Linked DNA regions of Mus musculus: regions 2 and 3 are each linked to region 1. A link is a contact called in public promoter capture Hi-C data. All regions are on one chromosome and are shown on one strand. Each heading gives the region's core, a stretch centred on a gene start, on an enhancer-like site or on the middle of the called end of the contact. The rest is flanking DNA. Distances are from core to core; before and after follow the strand shown.

Evidence for each region. Promoter capture Hi-C pulls out the DNA fragments that hold promoters and counts their contacts.
Region 2: a promoter capture Hi-C map of stem cell-derived epiblast-like cells shows a contact between it and region 1, with 2.4 times the contacts expected there. The contact joins the promoter of Baiap2l1 here to the promoter of Fam220a in region 1. A contact is called at or near these places in 2 of 39 promoter capture datasets (pre-B cells and stem cell-derived epiblast-like cells) and 1 of 115 datasets of contacts at active chromatin or transcription factors (pancreatic cancer cells).
Region 3: a promoter capture Hi-C map of liver shows a contact between it and region 1, with 3 times the contacts expected there. The contact joins the promoter of Lmtk2 here to the promoter of Fam220a in region 1. A contact is called at or near these places in 4 of 39 promoter capture datasets (erythroid cells, liver, pre-B cells and 1 more), 1 of 484 Hi-C or Micro-C datasets (CD4 T cells) and 1 of 115 datasets of contacts at active chromatin or transcription factors (pancreatic cancer cells).

Annotation. Positions count from the first base shown.
Region 1 is chr5:143,545,912-143,550,570 of GRCm38.p6, forward strand. Fam220a (family with sequence similarity 220, member A) reads left to right here and starts at 2,809. Exons shown (of 2, transcript NM_133703.5): 1 at 2,809-3,223.
Region 2 is chr5:144,356,239-144,360,897 of GRCm38.p6, forward strand. It overlaps Baiap2l1 (BAI1-associated protein 2-like 1), which reads right to left and starts at 1,874. Exons shown (of 14, transcript NM_025833.3): 1 at 1,553-1,874. The coding sequence starts at 1,603. It overlaps Dmrt1i (Dmrt1 interacting ncRNA), which reads left to right and starts at 1,685. Exons shown (of 2, transcript NR_102374.1): 1 at 1,685-1,806; 2 at 4,215-4,659.
Region 3 is chr5:144,098,405-144,103,063 of GRCm38.p6, forward strand. Lmtk2 (lemur tyrosine kinase 2) reads left to right here and starts at 1,957. Exons shown (of 14, transcript NM_001081109.2): 1 at 1,957-2,372. The coding sequence starts at 2,270.

The sequences.
Region 1 (4,659 bases), core at 1,559-4,058:
TGTTCAATCACAGGCTTCTTGTATTAATATTTAAACTAATCGGGGGGAAATCCTGCTACAACTCTCAATTTTGTGGACTTCTTCATTGTAATAATTTTATTGGTTTAGCTCAGCGTTGTGTGACTTTCCCCTGGGAAGAGGTGGACGGCTATCTATTCATCTCAGATAATCACAGACAACAGACCAAAGGAATGATCTTCCCTGTTTACTCTAGCTTAGTCAATCAGTGGGTTTATTGAATTACTTACAGGAATGTAGGTGACTTACAATAACCTGGGTGACTCAAAGGCTGCTATGTCATCTTATAGTTCACCCCAACATAGGTGATGACTCAGGAGAGCTGCATCCCTGAAGCTCACTGAACAACGTGTTAGGGAGCTTAGCCACTCAGGGAGTCTTCTTTACCCAGCAATTACTGGCTGCTTATATAACCTTGGAGAGAAGCCTTGTGAATCCTATAACTTTCTACCTTCCTGAGCCTTGTTAAGTTGTATAAATTCCCTAAGCCTTTCACGTTACATGAGATGTTCTCCCTCCTCCAGGAAGAAATGCTTCAATTCAGAGGAAGTAACAATGCTAAAACTAGCCTGGAACTCCAGGCAATCCTCCTGCCTCAGCTGCCCAAATCCTGCGATTACAGGTGTGAACCACCATATCCTAAGCTTTAGAAAAAGTTGTTGACCCACTTCTTGGATCATGTGGGTCCATTCTCTCCTCCTGCATCATTCTCTTCAGGTTAACTAAATGAGCATGAAAAAAAAAAAAAAACAACTTTCATAGTGCAGGAGAGATAGCTCAGCAGTTAAGAATGCTTACTGCTCTTACAGAGGACCTTGGTTCAGTTCCCAGCACCCATATAGTGACTTACAACTATTTGTAACTACAGTTACAGGGGGTCTACATGAAGGCTAAAGAAACTCTAGTTTCTGTATAAGCAAGCTGTATCAAGCCAGAAATGCAGATAGTCATATCATAGCAAGTAGATAGTCACGGCCATACATTTTGGGTGGGGGCCACTGAGTTAAGGTTACTGGGAACTTATCTTCCAGGGGCTGGAATCAGAGACAAACAGCTTAGCGTGTAGCAAGATGGGTACCTGGCATAAAATGGAGTTCTTATAGAACCCAGGACTACCAGCCCAGGGATGGCACCACCCACAAGGGGACCTCCCCCCCCTCCTTGATCACTAATTGGGAAAATGCCCCACAGCTGGAACTTATGGAGGCATTTCCCCAACTGAAGCTCCTTTCTCTGAGATAACTCCACCTTGTGTCAAGTTGACACACAAAACCAGCCAGTACAAAAGTCACATTTTATTTAGTTTATGTGTTTGTGTGTGTGTATACATGCATGTAACACAGCAGGCTGGAGGAGATGGGAAGATGTGTTTTTTGATTTCTACTGCTGTGCTAAACACTATTACCAAAAACAAGGTGGGGAGAAAAGAATTTATTTGCCTTTGCCTTATATTTCTTTTCTTTTCTTAACAGGGTTTCTCTGTGTAGCTTTGGCTGTTCTGGATCTCAGTCTAAAAACTGGACTGACCTCGAACTCACAGAGATCTGCCTGCCTCTGTCTACTGAGTACTGGGGTTAAAAGCATGCACCATCACCACCACGGACCACCAGGTTTACCTTGTTTTCTTACATGTGTGAGTCGTAGAGTGGGGTTGCTGCGTTGCGTCCTGGCGCCCTCTAATGGTGAAGCTGAGGATAACAGGGAACGTGGCGTGGCAGCGCTAACCTGTTGCTATTCCAGTTTCAGGAGGCTGCTGCTGAGTTGATATCACCCTTTATGGCCTGGACCCTCTCACACCCATCACCAAACAAGAAGATGCCGTACAGAATCGCTTACAGGTCAACCTGATGGAGGCAGTTTTTCAATTGAGGTTCCTTTTTCCAGCATAACTCTAGGAATTAGATAACTCTAGACGAGGTTCTCAGCCTTCCAATGCGCGACCCCCTTAATACAGTTCTTCGTGTGGTGACCACCAACCATAAAATTATTTCACAACGACTTTATAACTTTAGTTTTGCTAATTTTACGAATCGTAATGTAAATATCTGATATACAGGTGGTCTTAGGCTAACCACTGTGAAAGGATCGTTCGGTCTCCAGAGAGGTCGCGACCCACTGGTTGAGAACTGCTGGTCTATCTTGTGTCACGTTAACAAAAATAAATGAGCAGCATAGAAGGCAACACCCTAGAGTCACTTGTGTTCTTCCACCATGAGGGTCTCAGGAATTGAACTCAGATCCTCTGGAGCAATGGGAAGTGCATTTTACCTACTTCACCATTTTGCTGGTCTCACTGTAACCATTTTTAGGAATATGTGTGTTATAAAGTACCTGTGGCCATACCCAGGCATCATCTCTTTTCTGTTATATTTTAAAGATTGATTTTTATTTGGATGTGGTGTGTGTGCGAATGAGTGCAGATGCCCAGGAAGGTCAGATATTGGCTCTCCTGGAGCCAGCTACAGGTGGATTTTGAGCCACCTAGTGTGGGTACGGGAAACTGAACTGAGGGTCCTCTGGAGGAGCAGCCAGCCTTGAGTTCATGTTTTTCCTGCTTCAGTCTCTTGAGTGCTGGAATATTAACAGGCTAGCGCCACCACGCCACTTTCCCTGTGTCGTTATTCTCAACTCTTCACCATTAGAGGACGCCAGATGCAACGCAGCCAACCCTAGTCTCCAACTCATGCGCACTTCACTTGCAGGAAAGCCGCCCGAGGGGCGGGGCGGCCCGGGGCGGGGCGGGAGGCGGAGTCTGCTGCCTGCGCAGGCGCGGGCCGGCTTTGTGACGTCAGGCCGCGCGGCCCGGCCGGGAATCCAGGTGGTAGCTGGTGGAGTCGCCTCCGGAGAGTGACGCGCAGACTCGGCTCCCCCGCGGCCCGCCCTCCTGCCGGCCTCGCCGCGGTCTCCCTTGCTCCCTGAGATCGCTGAGCGCTGAGCAGCGGCCCGGGAGAGGAGGCCTTGGGCGACGGGGCGCGGAGAGGGAGGGCGGGCGGGCAGTGGGGGCGCCGCGGATCTCTATATGGCGACGGCTCTGTCGGGTCTGGCTGTCCGGCTGTCGCGCTCGGCCGCCGCCCGCTCCTATGGGGTCTTCTGCAAGGGGCTGACCCGCACGCTGCTCATCTTCTTTGACTTGGCTTGGCGGCTGCGCATCAACTTTCCTTACCTCTACATCGTGGCTTCCATGATGCTCAACGTGCGCCTGCAGGTAGGTGAGCCGCGCCCTCCGCATCCCTGCCCACCTGGCTCGGCGGGATGCAGGTGCTAAGGGGCTCATGCTATCAGCCTGAGGCTGAGTGTGAACCAAACACCGCGTCCCTCCCACCCCCGTTACCCTACTCTGCATAGAGGATGCTTCAGAAGGTAGGTTCCCACATCTGGGGGTGGGGTCCAAGGAAAGATGACAGGAAGGTCCCTTAGGACGCTTTGTCCTCAAAAATGACAAATTGTTGGCGATCCTGTAGCTGCGAGTTCCTTTGTGAATTCTGGTTCCCCAAACTTTGTGACGGTATATTATATTATCCTTGTACTGTAGGTTGAAAGTTAATGGTGTCTTGACCAATGTTTTCGGTATCTTCTGACCAGGGATTAGAAATGGCGATAGGGATGAAGATGAGAGAGAAAGAGGGAAAACAGATTTAGAGGCCTGCAACAGTTTAGACGTGGACTAACAGCATGCCTGCATCAGCATTCTGGAGGCCTCATTTGCTGAAAATGACTGACATTTCTCTATCTTGAATTTACAAAATGCTTTTTTTTCTAGCGGAGAGGTCTTACGGACCTGAGTGTTCTGTCTCAAAATGTAAGAAAGGCTGCATAGTGAACTTGGATTCTGTTTACACACCTTGGAGTGTCACAGGCTGTGTTGGAAGGAAGGACTTGGCTCCACCCCTGGGAAGCATGTAATCTGACAGAGGTTTTTTGTTGTTGTTTTTGTTTTGTTTTTGGTTTTTTGTGGTTCTGGAAATGAACCCGGTGGGTGCATTGGTTTGCCAGCCCTAACCCCAGCCTTACTGTGCTTATGTTGTTCCCTGGTGTGCAGAGGCGCCAGTTCAGTATAGTGCTACCTAGTTTTTCTGCAGTTGGGTCAAGTTGGAGTGTAATGGACTTGGTGTGTGTAAATGGTCCATGACACAGACCACATGAAATCGGAAGCCAAATATGTTGATCAAAATTGGTTAAAAGGAGTTAAGAAAAACCAAATTTGAGGTCCATATCAGAATCTCTTTACTTTTTTGGGGGGGGGGTGGGGAGGTGTTGTGTGTGTACCACCCTGGTTATGAGGTGCTGCCGGGATCAACTCGGGACTTTGTGAATGTTAGACAAGCATGAGCAGGGCTTGTAGCATCTTAAGTGATATCAGGCCATGGGGCAGAACCGTCAAGCCTTTACAGCAGGTGCCACAAATGAGTGGAGTGCTGGGTGTGGGAAGTGAGATCAACCAGAAAGCCTGTGTTCCTGCCAATTACCTACCTGTAGAAACATGGCTCCAGTGTCTCTGCCAGATCTGGTAACCACCTCCGAGAGAAATCAGACTTGAGAAATCAGACTTCCTGATTTGTGAACATCAAGTTAGCTCAGAGTTTTCAAAAAGGAAACAAAACAAAACAAAAAACAAAAACAAAAACAAAAAACCTTTGGTGA
Region 2 (4,659 bases), core at 624-3,123, 810 kb after region 1:
TGGTTTTTCCTTGACTGAGTATTCATCTGAGTATCTTGTCTCCCCCACGCTAGGGCATTTTACTTCCATACTCTGTCGACACCCCACACCCCAGTTCTACCGGCTTCACATCATTTAAGTCTGAACAATGCCAATCCAAATACAAGGCTTTAAACATTCAAATTTCTGGCATTTCTAAAAATTATCATTTAATTAAGGAAGCACACTAATAGGAACAGGTTTTGGTCACAGTTGTGAACCTTCAAAATCATAATAATACAGTCTACTTTGTCTATCTAGAATAAATGTTATAGTGCACACATGGAGGGGTGGATATGATTTGGAGCCACAATGAATTCTGAAAATATTTTCATGCTGCTTTAAAATGATTTTCCAGCAACTCAATAAATTCTGATTTCAGGAACTAAGACCTTGCAAATCTAGAAACTCAATTTTAGGGGTGAAAAAAAAAAAACTAGAGAAATGACCAAAGAGTGGGTGAAAAAAGAATCTAGAGAAATGACCAAAGAGTGGGTTTTAATCATGACTACAAGTAAATTTAGAGAACTTTAAATCTCAGGGGTTCAGTGGACCTAAGTGGAATTAAAACAAAAGTTGTTTTGTATTCTATTAATAGCAGATGATTAAACGGATATCTCATTTCAAATGGAATTCATTTATAAGTACTTAAACTTACTAAACTGGCCACTAATCCCATGTCTGTTTCTGGAAAAATTCTCTCACATAACATGCCAGTTAAGCGACCAATCACCACACGTTCTGTCAGCTTAAGTCAATTCTTATTAAAATCTCAGTGCTCTCTGACTCCAATAACCTCCCCAAATCATGAACGTAGAAACAGTCCAACTGCGGGCGAACATGCTCATAATAATTGTATATAGATGTATAAAACTGTCAAAACGCTAAACAAAAAGTAATCAAAAGCCAAATCGAACTTAAAAGCTACTGTATGAAAGAGTCCAAGAGGGCGAAGGCGTTTCAAGTCTTCCCAGGAGCAGATTCCCTGGCAGCCTAGAAAATTCCCTGAGCCGAGGGAGCCAGGCTCACCTGGCGATGGATTCCTAATTACGGAGGAGTTTCTCCCCTACATTCTTTCTTTTCTCCGAGGAAACTCGAGCTTGTCTCTTTTCTCTCTCTCTTTTGGATCTGGGGAGGGGTTAGCCCCAGCGGTCAGACCAGCGCAGTCACTGACCACAAAGAGAAGTTGGGGGAGGATAAGAACCTCTCGGGGACCCCGCGGATTGTCGTCCACGTCTCCAATCCCCTTCCCCCAACACGGGAAATGTGGGGTCCCTGGGAGTCTCCAAGGGTCCAAGGGGGAAGGGGAGGCCCTTATCATGTAAAGTCCCCACTTTATCTCAAAAGCGAAAAAGAATCTCGACCGACCCCGCTGGCGACAATGGTCAGCTGCTTGTCCGGGCTCACGTTCCTGGCCTCGAACCCTGGAGTTCCCAAGTCTCCGGGCCTCCCAGCCTCCGCCCTCAGCCTGGAACCACAGAGTCCCGGATCCCCCCGGTCTCCCGTCTCGAGCTCCGCAAAGTCCCACACTTACCCGGTACGTGTTCTCCGTGAGCCGGTTCACCTCCTCCGGCCCCCGAGACATGGCTGCAGCCTCCGGGAGGGCGAGCGCGGGAGGACGCGGCGGGGCCTCGTGGCCGCCGGGCGGCGGGAGCGCCTAGGACTTGAGACTGAGTGGTCCTTGAGAGTCGGCCGCCGCCACAGCTGTCAGCGGGAGAGAGTCAGTGCGCGTCTCTGCTGCCAAAATGTCAAAACTTTGCGGCGCTTCGGTCTGTAAGGAGCTGCGAGGTAGACGTAGCCTGCCAAGGCTGGGACGAGCAAAGGGACGGGCAGCCCCACCTGAGGCGGGCGGAGTGGGCGGGGCCGTACGGCCAGAGGGCGGGGCAGCCCCACCTGAGGTGGGCGGGGCCTAGGCTGAGTACTCTAGAGTGGGCGGGGCGGCCTCGCGCGGAGACAGCCTGGTGGGAGGGTCGATCTTTTGGGGCAACCGGGGGAACCTGGAAGAGACTTGTTGCGCTAGGTGGGCGTGGCCTAGGGGCTTGCTAAGCGGAGCAGAAGCCCGGCCAGCGCGCCGGACTGATTGGCCCCAGCTGAGACGTGGAGCGGGGGTGGGGTCTGAGAGGCCAACAAGAGGGAGAAGCCAAGGGGAGGGGACGCGCCCTTACTCCCCCCACCTGAAATGGACTGATGGGCGTGGCCTAGATGGCGGATGGGCGTGGCCGAAACAAGAAGGGACGGAGTGAACGAAGTCGCCCTAGCTGTGTCCGCCAGAGTGGCACCGCAGAGTTGAGCCGGTGGGCGCGGTCTAGCAGACCGATGGGCGGTGCTGAAGCGAGGATGGCGTGGTTTAGACAGCCCCAGCTGAGGCAGGCAAGGGAATGGGAGAGTCTTCCTCGTGTGGGCGTGGCTGAGCAGCCTGGTGGGCGAGGCTGGAGCAGTACAAGGCGAGGTGGCTGGACCCAGTGGACCAGGCCATCTCGCCTAAGGCTTGGCAGTGGAGGTAATACCTCTGTTCGCCCTCTCCCGGCCCTCCCAGAGTTCCAGCCAAGCCCCTACACTGTGGTGTCTTTTAGAACAGGACCTGGACCTTTGGGCTTCTAGGTCTTTGGTCTAGTGTCCGCCACAAGGTGCTGGCTCTGAAAGCTCGAGGCTCACATCCTCCGCAGGTGAATCCTCTAAGCTCTCTGCCTTTGAGTAACTTCCACATACCTCCTACGAATCGGTTTCCCTGATTGAAGGTCCACGGGGCATGGTTTCTCATGGATGGAGCCACCCACAATTTTGAAAGTTCCGGGGTGCCAAAAAAAGTAACTAACGCCAAGATCTGATTACTGGAATAACAGAACATTAAGAATAAGTTTAAAATCCCATGCTTTACAACTATGTAAATCACAAGACTGTCTAAAAATTTCCTCTGTGTGTGTGTGTGTGTGTGTGTGTGTTACAAGAAGTCAACCTTGGGCGTCATTCCTCAGCCGATATCTACTATATATATCTTGGAGACAGAGTCTCTTACTGAAGTAGCTAAAAAGGATAGACTGATGGCTATCAAGTCTCCACAAGCCCCATGAATCCACCTGTCTCCCAAATTCCCAGCACTGGGAGTACAAGAGCATATCTACTGTATGTAGCTTTTCACATGGGTTCCGCAGATGGAACCCAGGTCCCAATGTTCGCACCACAGGCACTTTACAAACTGACCCATTTCCTCAGCCCCCAGGTCGGCTGAGGCGTCTAGGATGTCTGTGCTTTCTTTCATCTTGTAGAGGCCATGTAGGTGTGTGGCTCCTGGCACATTATTTAAAACTTTTATTTTATGTGTAAGCTACTTGGACTGCATGTATGTCATCTGTGACTGATACATATATATGTACATGCCTGGTGCATATGTCAGAGGTCAGAAGAGGGCTTCAGATTCCCTGAAACTTGGGTTGCAGAAGGTTGTGACCATCATGTGGGTACTGGGAAACAAACCTAGGTCCTCTGGAAGAACAGCCAGTGTTCTTAACTACTGAGCTGTCTCCCTAGTCCTTCCTGGTGCTTCCTGTTGTCTACCCAGTCACACCCAACCCAGCTCTGAACATGTCCTAGAGTACACACCTAGGACTGAGGTGACCCAGACTCCAGGGCCACAGCAACCTTCTCCTAGCAGAAAACACACTCAGCGCTTGAGACTTGAACTCAGCCGGAGTGGGCAAGGCTTTATTTTTAAAAGCTGTCCAGGTACGATTGCTTTGTTTATGAGCTTGGAGGATACGAAGCTTCTAAACTGCTCCAGGATAAAGTTCACTGGGAAATACACACAAAGAAAGCACTGTGTGCCCCAGATGGAAACACTGAAAGTATGGGATGACTCTGGACTTAGAACAGACACAAGCACTTGGACTCTGGGGCAGTCTTATCACGTTTTGCAGGCTATAAAACATATCTGGCTTGGGAAGCAAATGGTGGTTGGTGTGGGTTGCATGGTGGAGGGAATAACACCTCAGCCCTATGTTGGAGGCAGTGGGAGACGCTCCCCATGTCTTTAAAGGATCTTTAGGAGCTGGCTCAGAAAATGTGCCAACTGGGGTTCACTTGTCATATGCGGGGTGGTAAGCAGGACTCTATAATTACTACCATTACATATTAGGGTTCACCAAGGGTGTCTTCTGGCTTTTATTTGAACTTGAAAACTCCTTGTCTTTCCTTGGCAGATCCCCTTTTTGTCTCAGAACCTCTTTCTGTGTCTTCCTTCTGACGAATGAGGTCATTTCACCCTCCACTGCCAGGCAGTCATCCGAGGAGCTGGAAAGAGAGCGGAAGCTTAACCTTTAACAGCCCGCAGCTTGGCAGCACCAGTTCCGAGCCAGAGAGGACAGTTTAACAAGCTGTCATAAAGCCAGTGAGGATCTCAGATGGCCCAGTTAGATCGCCATGGTTGGAATTTGATCAGAGATTGAAGTTCTCAAGTGTATGCAAATCTTTGCATTGATTATCTGGGCATATCAAACTCAACTTTGTGGAAATAACTTCCTACTTACGATCTTCCTGCTTCCTGAAAATCTTTTTAGAATGGCCAGTTTTGTATTTATAGAACCCAAGGCCTTGCTTATGCTAGGCAAGTGTTCTACTGCTAAGCTGTGCCCTACGCCCTCATAG
Region 3 (4,659 bases), core at 707-3,206, 550 kb after region 1:
GGGGCTGGGGTAAAGGTTTCCATTAGACAGCCTCTGAGGAATGTGTACCTTACCCCGTGCTCCACGGGAGGGGGAAAACAGTTGTGTGTTTGTGTGTGTTTCAACTGTGGGGCTTGCTCACATAATAACAAGACCTGCTTTGTGATCGCAGAATGCCTCGTTGTTGGGGTGCATCTTAATTATGATTAATTACCAGGAGGATTATGAGGAAGGGCTTTCACTGAGCCAGCTCTGCTCCTCACAGAGCCTCTTGTCAGGTTGGAGCATGAATTCCCGGCTTCCTTGGATGCAGTGGGTAGAGCTTCCGGATGGAAGTCAACGCACAGCGGGGCAATTGTACCTCCTCTCTAGACCTTTGCCTTCCTTCCCCTCTGCCCAGAAAGATCAGCAGGAAGAGGCCGAGTTGAGCTCAAGTGTCACAGGCCGGCTACTGCTTTCCTCAGGTTTTTAGTGTGGCTTGCCTCGATCAACACCAGACATATTCCCTAGACATCCTGTGCCCCGGGCTGAGTCAGTTAGCACCACGGACAGCTAAGTGTTTACAATGGGTTTTTGGAGGGAGTTTGGAAACCAGGTGAAGCTCTGGGCTTGCAAGTTGCTAAAGTTCCACCTGATAAGATGCAAGGCAGCTCTTCAGGTGTTTTTATTCACAAATTGGACTCCCAGAGTCAGCAAAGGTGGTCTCCCCAACCCCAAGGAAGGGGCTCAGAGCTGTGTTACAGTCAAACACTTTCTCCCTTTCTATTATGTGTGCATGGATGTATGTGTTGTGTGCATGGATGTATGTGTTGTGTGCATGGATGTATGTGTTGCTTGTGTTTGCATGTGATTTGTTTATGTGTGTGCATTTTCTCCACCTGTCCCTGTGTATGTATGTGTGTGTGTGTGTGTGTGTGTGTGTGTGTGTGAAGGCCAGAAGAGTGTCTTTCCTCGGGGTCAGGGTCCACTTTTTGTTTTTGAGGCAGGGTCTCTTATTGGCCCGAAACTTACCTAGCAAGTTTGTCTGGCTTGTCAGCGAGTCCTACGAGCCATCTTTTTTTCTGCCTCTTCAGCAAGCATTGTCCACTAAGGTTAGATTTTCTTTATGTGGATTTCTTGGGGATCAAATTCAGGCCCTCAAGCTTGCAAGGCAAGCAATCTCTTCATTGCATTTGAGACATCTTCTACCTCACCTGGAAGTTGCTCCCTCCTCACACCCATCACCAACACCTAGCACAGTTCCAGTAGAGAACACCCAGGAGGAGCTCCAAGGTGACTCAAGACAGGGCTGCTGTCCTCAAGGGGTTTACAGTCACAGGAACAATAAAACATGACAGTCGGCCCAGGGCTGGGCTAGGTCGGGGCTGTGGATGCTCAGTTATTTGTGGGATTGGGGTGAAGCCATCGATGAAGTCATACATATTCCAGGTGTGTCTTGACGAATGAAAGGATGCGCATCTGCCAGGTGAACAAGAGGGGGCAGGAAGGGCTGGCTGTCTTGGCAGAGGAGCTGGCTTGAGCTCACTGCTACGTCAGTAAGTGAAGTCAGAAACATTCTGTGCTTGATCAATTAAAATTTTTAAAAATTTCAACGTTTCCTCAAGAGCTTATCTGATATGAGGGTCAGCCTAAGAAGAAGAGGCTAAGAAAGTTCTGATAAGTGAAAATGAAGAAAGTAAAACCGGGGATAAAATACCGAGAACCATGTTGGTAAAAATTAGAAAAGAAAAATAAAAAGTAGGAGAAAGAGAGACAAAAGTCCCAGATTAAATTATGTGGGTTATTATGGACTTCTTTATATCTTCCTAAAATAATTGTCGATGTTACCTGCTGCCCACGCCTCATTCCTCTGTCTGCAGGGGGCGCACCGATCGCCACCTTGCCGCCTATGGCTGAGAGGGTGGGGCTCCCGGAGTCAGTATGGATTGACGATTGGCTGGTCCAGGTGTCGGTCCCGGCATCCCGCCTCAGCTCTACGTCACATGACGCAGCCCATCATGGCGGCGGGAGCGCGGCTGCCTGGGCCCGCGGCTCCGCAGGCTGGGCGCCGTTGCTGCTGTTGAGGGGCGGCGGCGGCGGCGGTGGCGGCGCTGACGGGCGGGAAGGATGATGCTGGCTCCGAGGCCAGAGCGGCGGATGCAGACCAGGAACAAGGTTGACGTTTGGCTAAAGAGACGTGTGTCCCGAAGCAGCCGGCGCCGGTGTCGCTGAGGCGGCGCGGAGGGCTGACCGACTGACTGAAGGCGGCGACCCGAGAGCCGGCCCCGTGGGGGACCGCGCGGTGGACGAGATGCCGGGGCCGCCGGCGTCGCCGCCGCCGCCGATGCTCCTGCTGCTCCTGCTCCTGACGGTCGGCTGTGCCCGGGCCGCGCCACTTCCGCAAACAGGTGCAGGTGAGCGGAGCCCGGGGGCTGCGGGGCCGCTGCGTCTTGCGGGGCGGCGGCGAGGGCGGCGGGCTTGCGGGGTTGGGCCACCTCTGCGGCGGATCGGAGGCCTGCCGAGGGCAGGAGGCCGCGGGATGCCCGCGATCTCAGGGAGATTTCTTGCCGCAGGGGCGTGGGATGGGGGGCGGGGGCGCGGCGACACGGTGGGGGTTGGGGAAGACGGCGGGGCGAGGTGGCAGCGATGGGTTCCCCTACCTCCCGGGGGACTCTTTTTCCCGGACTCTTAAACTTGTTGCCCTAAAGGTACCTCCAGCTTCTGTCCTCGACACTTCCTTTTTTTTTTTTTTCTTCTTCCAGATGTCACCTGCCTCTGGTGGCTTTTCTCCCGTCTTATTATAAGAACCGTTTCTTATTTCTCGTCATTCCTTAAATGAAACCAATGACTCGCGGAAGCTGTGCAGTTTCCTTGGCTCACCGAAACTTGTTCTAAAGTTGTAAATTGATTTTAGATGCTGTGGTTGTTGGGCTATTGGTTTATTTATCTGTTTATTTATTTATTTTTTCGGAATGAGTCGCTGGGGATGAGAAAGGAACAAACGATACATAATTTTGTTTTAGGAAGCTAGTGACTGGAGTAGCATAGCAGCTTTTGCGTATCCACTGACAAATTGGCCTGAGGGTAATTGAACTATTTCAGCGAGTGATTCTCTTTTCAAGCTCTCAGCCCTTCTGTATTTTCTGCATATAGTTTTGATTTGGAGTTTATAAATAAAACTTCAGCCAAAGAAACCATCTCAGAAATTTTAAGAAAAAAAAACAAATCTAGGCTAACTTTCCATCATTACGGCTTTCTTTCTTTCTTTCTTTTTTTTTTTCAACGAAGGGGGAGGTATTGACATTTCAAAGAACTTTAGAGGTTGGAAGAAAGCTTAAAGATAATTTAGTCCAATTTCTTCATCTTTTGCTTTGAGGATCCTGGAACCCTGGTGATCAAAAGATATACTCAAGGTGACACAGCCAAGTTGTAGTTAGATTCAAACTTAGGTCTTTGATTCACCTTGTCTTGTGATTCTACACCCACCTCCCAGTTTACTTAAAGTCTTAACTGTCTCTGGAACGCACCTGAGGTCAAGGTTTAAGGGCAGAACTGCCTCCGGTCAATATGGGAGTTTCAAAAAAATCTACAATGAAAGAGGTGTAATGGCTTCCAGAACTACCCTAGGTTATATGCTATTGAGTGCCCTTCAGTTGAGTATTAAGTGGTGTGCTTACACTATATAATGTAGCACTGTGTTTGTGCTATCGCCTCGGAATCAAGTCTTTTTGGTGACTTGAGTGTTCTGAGTCAGTGGATAAGATAACTGAATGTTGACAGAAGTCGATAGTCAACCAGGATGAGAGTGGACATTGCAGAAAATACCGGGGAAGCTGGGAAAGATTATATAGAAAGGTAGTGATGTTGCTATGTAAGGATATTGACATTTAAATAGAAAATTAACACTAGGTAGCACAGTGGATACAGTGTGTGTGTGTGTGTGTGTGTGTGTGTGTGTGAGAGAGAGAGAGAGAGACAAGGCGATTCCAGAAACTTCCAGTAGTTCTTGTGCCTATCAATTTTTATGCATTTTGGCATATATGTGTGTGTTTATGTATGTATGTATGTATGTATGTATATGTGTGTGTATATATATATATACACATATGCATACATATATATATACACATATATACATGTATATGTATATGTGTGTATATAATTTGTGAAAGTGTATCTGCTTATCTATCTTTCTCCCCTGCATTTTATTCTATTGCCACACCATTTTATTTTATATAGGCTGGAATTTCAGAGAGCTGAGGTTCATTGAGGTCTTGTAAAACAAAGCAACCTGAAAAACATAAACCCATGAGTTTTTGACATAAGTGAAGCCCAGGTGATTTGTGTCTTTTGCACGTTTTCCTTTCCTATTTTGATCCTTGGAGGGAGCCGTATAAACTGTGTGTAAATGATGCATTATTAAATATCAAACATGGATGTATGGAATTGTTTCTCTGTCCAAATAGCTTATTGATATTACAACTGGGATAGATTTCTCACCCCTTCCCTCTTCCTTTTTCTCCCTCTCCTTCCCTCCCCCTTTCCTCTTCTGTACTAGGGACTGAACACAAGGTTTCACACATGCACTCAACCAAGGAGATACATTTTTTTTTTTTTTTTGATCAAGGGTAAAGAAACTTTCGTGTTAGTCACATTTATTGAGCTTAGTGGTTAAAAACGAAGGCTCTACCATGAAAATAT